Linked DNA regions of Arachis hypogaea: region 1 is linked to region 2. The links are chromatin contacts, called in public Hi-C maps. All regions are on one chromosome and are shown on one strand. The core of a region is the stretch at or near the end of the contact, and the rest is flanking DNA. Distances in the headings are between cores, read along the strand shown. Region 1 holds the start of LOC112720216 (protein ENHANCED DOWNY MILDEW 2). Region 2 has its middle 4.1 kb from the start of LOC112720212.

Evidence for each region. Hi-C and Micro-C count contacts between places; a contact is called where the count stands out from the background.
Region 1: a Hi-C map of an unstated tissue shows a contact between it and region 2, with 4 times the contacts expected there. The contact joins the promoter of LOC112720216 here to the enhancer-like site in region 2. A contact is called at or near these places in 5 of 8 Hi-C or Micro-C datasets (leaf and an unstated tissue).

What each region holds. Positions count from the first base shown.
Region 1 is chr11:10,494,845-10,497,738 of arahy.Tifrunner.gnm2.J5K5, reverse strand. LOC112720216 (protein ENHANCED DOWNY MILDEW 2) reads right to left here and starts at 1,571. Exons shown (of 18, transcript XM_025771071.3): 1 at 938-1,571; 2 at 749-845. The coding sequence starts at 1,356.
Region 2 is chr11:10,274,747-10,277,446 of arahy.Tifrunner.gnm2.J5K5, reverse strand. No RefSeq gene overlaps it. Among protein-coding and RNA genes, the nearest start is that of LOC112720212, 4.1 kb to the right of the region's middle. Within about 2 kb of position 1,391, at least 1 of the 3 cell types and tissues checked has open chromatin away from gene starts, as enhancers often do.

The sequences.
Region 1 (2,894 bases), core at 322-2,821, 220 kb before region 2:
AACAGAAGAAATTAAATCTTTTATCAAAAGGCACCACTAATTCATTTTTAACCAAGGTGAGACATCATTCAATATCGACCACATGTTATGACGGAGCACATATTTAACTGGTAAAATGTAGACTGGGAGACAGCAAAACAGGAGACGATTGGCAAGATATTAGAGAGACAAATGATGGATCAACTGGGACTAATTCTTGAAGTAGAAATCTTATGCATCTGTTAGGGTTCATATATGAACTCTCTACCGTAGAGGGATGCCCAAAGTCCAACATTGAGTAGTCTTGATTTATATTTAAGGAAGATACTAATCACAACCCCTCCCCCAAAATGTCAAAAAAAAAAATTCCTAGCACAGCAAATATTTTTTATGAAGTAAGTGTTTGATTGGGCGCCATTATTTTGATAAAAAAAATTATGAAAAAAGATTTTTTTTTTATGTTTAGCAAATTTCTAGTAGTAAAAATAAAAGCACTAGGAAAAAAAAAACATCTTTTTTGAGAAGCTGTAATTTACATCTTTTTTTTAAAAGATCTTTTTTCCTAAAAAAAGATGTTTTCATGTAATAAATAAACAAAAAGTACTTTTATACCCAAACATAATTGATAGATAAAAAAAATCTTATTGCATGAGATACCTAGACATAAAATTATTTCTAATTTTTCATAAGATCTTTTAAAAAAAATAACTCAAAAAAAGATTTTTTTCTAAAAACTCACCCAAACAAACCCTAAATACAAAGTACAAACCTTGGACTTAGCCAACAAAGCATCCCTCTTGGCTGCTTCACTCATCAAAGCCTTCTGATTTACTAAATCATTTGCCGAAGGCATAACCTCGTAAGAGCTGTAAAAGTATCATAAAATGAATATCTTAAAATGTGCTGCCACAGTAATAACTACGGGAAAACAAAACAGTCAAGAACAATTGAGACATGCCTAAACTCCTTATTCTTACTCAAGCTATCCCACGCAGCTTTCGCGGTTGCATCAGGATTCTTCTTTGCAAAACTCAGGAAGTAAACAGTTACTAAAATACCCCTTACAATGTCCTCATAGCTCTTTCTTGGCTTCTCAAGTTTGATCCATCTCCTATCCTTGGATGACAGCACAGATATCTCAGGCTTCACAGAGGAAAGCTCGAACCGCCACGCCATGACCGGCATCATAATCTTCTGCAGCCCATTATCCGCCACACCGTGGAGGAACAACTCTGTTTTCTTGCCTTGAGGACTCTCCGACCCACTCCATTGAATTGGCATCACAGAAAACGATACAGGGGCATCCCTGTCATCTTCAAAGTGGTAATTCGAGACAGATAGTGGCTGAGACTCTGGCTCATCATCCGAAGACGCCATTGTACGTTTTTTAAACCCGGAAAGTTTAATTACTGAAAACCTAAACCAGAGAATAACTGAATTTAATCAATTGAATTTAACGGCGAGGAGGGGAGAAGCGGAAACGACGCACGACAAGGATGGTGGCTCTGATAGGGTTCAGGAGAATCAAGGGTTGGTGAGGGTGCGTTTGTGAGAGAAAGAAAGGGGAAATGGCACTTTTCTTCTCTGGAATCAAAACGCGCCGTTTTCGTTGTTGGATTAGCGAACCGATACTTGAAAAAACCCGGCCGGTTTGACTGGATCGCCGGTTTACCACCGGTTCATCCGGTTTAAAACCGGTTCTTTGTAGAAAGGTTTTGAAAGTTAACCGGATCGGATAAATGACCGGTTTCTAGTTAATCCAATCGAACTGGTCAGTCCGGTCCGATTTTCAAAACCTTGAACAAGAGTATGAGACCGCTAGGGATGGCAACACCCCCGAATACGCGGGTACCCATCCCGCCTCTACCTGCTCAGGGCGGGTAACCGCATTGGGGCGAGTTTTTAGTGGGACGGGTTCTTGGACATGGGCGTGGGCGGGTTTAGATGATACCCGTCCGGTATATATATAATTTTAATATATAATATGTGTAATAAATTAAAATAATTAATAAAATGATTAATAATATTGTATCATATTTAAATTTTTACTTTAATTTATATTATGTATGTGATGATGTTATTGTTACGGCCCAGCCCAAACGTCATGCTGGCCGACCCGATCCATAGACCACCCGACGTGAACGGATGGGCACGATACGCCCCACAACCGACCCGGACACGCGTCTTTTACAGCTCACTGCTACAGTTGTATTGGGAAGCTTCGAGGAAGGTGGGTTTACCCACGTGGGGTCCACTCCTGACAGGGTATATATGGGGAGGGTCCTACCCCTCCCCCAAGGTACGTCACCCTACTCAAAATTCTCACATCACCTATACACTCTACTGACTTGGGCGTCGGAGTGTCATTGCAGGTGACGCACCCCCCTCAACCTATCAAGAGCTCGGCAGACCGGCAGCCAGCGCAAATCGTTCCCAGAATCCAGACCGAGGCGGAGACCCATCTTCACACCAACCTACAACCCGAACCGTCCGGTAACACGACGTACCGAACATTGGCGCCGTCTGTGGGGATTCTCCCCCCAACATAGATTTTGTTTTGGTTTCTGGTGTGGCTGACGGCGGGGCCGGGACCTGCGGGAAGGGGGTAGATCCCCGAGGCAGCGGGGTAGCCACCGGAGCCCCCGTTCGCGAAGGCAGTAGATCTCCCCCGCGACACACAAAGGGAAGACCCTTTGGAGGGACAGGCAGCGACAGCGCCAGGATAATACAAGAGCTGCACCACAGGGTGCAGAACTTGGAGCGAGAAGTAGCCAACCGTGAAAGTCGTCAGCCCACTCCTAGCCAGGAGCCTTCCCGATCCACTCAAAAGGGAGAAAGGAGTCTCCGGAGGAGTCGCTCCAGGCGCACCTCGAGCCCCCGGACAGAATCAGAAAGCCAGGAGAGCAGAGAGGTGC
Region 2 (2,700 bases), core at 142-2,641:
AAATTAAAATAAATTAAAAGTTGAAAACATTTTTAAAATTTTTCAAAAACTTAAGAGATAAAAAATATAGTTTACTCTATATATAAAAAAATATACTAAACAATACATATAAATAAACATTTGTGAGATACGATTTTTTTGAAAAAATGACTATATACCAAAAATAGAGGGCAAAATATTGAGATCACCCAATTGCATGCAAAAATTATTAATATCACCCAAAGCAAGAAATGGTTTGTGGATCATTCAAAGGCTTTTTTTTATGTAAATCGAATTAGATAGAATAGATTTATTAGGGAAGCTTTAATTACATATAATCCGAATCAGATTAGGTAGATTTAGCACACGATTTCGAAGCCCGTGGTAATTCGAATTAGTCCATGGTTTGGTGCCCATAGTAATTTAAAATAGGTGGTTTCGATTTACCAAGAGTAAATCTAACCAACCTAATTCGATTTATATAGCACCCTCGACTCATACTAAATCTAATTCACTTGTTTCGATTTACATGGAGCCTGACTCTATATAATTCGAATATACTTCATTCGAATTACATTTTACCAACCCATACCCCACCAAATCCAGAGAAAGCGGCACTGCCTAGCATAATGGAAGACGGCCCGAATCGGTGGGTCCCATCTATGCTAACCAGAGACTTGCAATGTCTGAACACCTCGATACACGGTGGAAAACTCTAAAAAAGTCGGTGGAAATACGCTTGCTCCTCACTTACATGGCCACCCAGTCGCACTGGACTCGTCCTTAACACTACAACACTGCCCGGCATCGTGATCTGCACCCCTAGCACCCATCACGGCAATTCATTATATGACTCCTCCCAGTCGCCATAAATCTGAGCCACGACCTACTGCTTAGCTATCCAAACCCTCCTGTAAGTCTGTCTGAAACCAAAATGGGACTCTGTCGCATTCTGAAGTACCTTGATCGACGCGGCAGCATCAACCCTAATCATAGAGAGTATGAACGCCGAGATCACATGGTAATCGAGCCTCATGTGATCACTAGATATGGAAGTGGTCAGACAGGTGTGCGGTCCATTGTACCGTTTCATCCCCCAAATACCTCTGAGTTGTCAGAGACTGATACGAATCAACCATGTGCACCCCTTGCCGAAATACTTACACTTCCCATGGTACTTGCGGTAATCCAATTCCATCACTTTATACTCAACCTCACGTCGGATGCTTACGTCTTCACACTCAACAGGGCCCCGTCTTTATCCTGAAACTGCTGACCAACTTGAAACTCAGCTAGTCCTCCGGTATCCTATATGTCTCTGGCCCCGAATTGGGCAGGCACAGTCGGATCCCCCTGCTGTCTCATGGCATCTAAGTCCAAAGCTGAAAAGTGTGAGGGGTACTGCAGTGTCCCTGAACTGCCTGCTACTCCTCCCTCATTTGGAGTATTCTTCTCATCCTCATCATCGCTATCATCGGCAATCATGGCGAGTTCCACATCATCATTATCCTCATCCTGAAATACATCTTCGACACCATCCAGGGCTCCACCCTGTTGGGGGTCTGGGACCACATCAACAATGCTGGCCACTGCAAACGTAGCATCAACTACCGGCACAGTATCAACTCGTTCTGTGTCACGAGTACGATCCAGGTCAACAGCGAAGGACAGGGAGGCCACCAAACATGCATCAGGCTCAATCACGGGTAGAGATGAAGAGGCACCAATAGGCCTCGAACACAACCCGACGGCCGTGGCTGAAGTCAGAGGAATCCGGTTAGAACCTCTTGAGCTAGAGACCACATCCACAAGCTTGGCCAACAGCTCAGGGGTCCTCACCTCCGGGAATTGCCGACGACAGTGGAACAACACTTCCAAATCTTCATCACTGCTTATGACGAACGAATCATACTTCACATCATCCCGCAAAACCGAGATCGAAATTCTGTAGAATAACTTCTCCACTCGTTTCATGCCTTGCAGATCTAGTTTTCGGATTATATTATCCTTAAACTCGGTGAAACTCGTCGAAGCTCTAACAAAAACACTAAGCGGATCCTTATCCGTAAACTTAATTTCGGAACATGTTTTTTTCTTAATCGACCCTCTATAGTGTACCAAAACCAAAAAGCTCTTTTCACTAGCCACTGTGAGGCTCACTATGATGAAGAATTCATATTCCACAGCTATTTATACACATTTTATCCCTTCTAAATCAAATTACTCTGCCTCCATTTAAATATGTTGCTGAAACAATAGTAAATCTGCTTTACCTAATTTGAATTATGTGTTTTGATCTACAACAAGGTAAATCGAAATAGCCTAATTCAATTTACTTGGAATCAAACAACCCATGCATAAATCTGACTAGCCTATTTCGATTTACTTTATTCATGTGTAAATCGAAATTGTCTAATTCAATTTATATATGGCCTAGTAATTCTACTTAGCTTAATTCGATTTACTAGCATAAATTGCAAATCAAATTACTCTAATTTGATTTATATAAACAAGGTCTTTGGGTGATCCACGTCTCATTTTTTGCTTTGGGTGATATTGATAATATTTGCTTCACTTTGGTTTATTCAAGTATTTTGCCCTGAAATAGATGTATTGATGATGTATTATTAGGAAACTTTATTCTAATAGGATATTTGGTTTTATCAAAATGGTTATATGCACACCAAAATTAATTACTATATATTTGTATATTAATATATT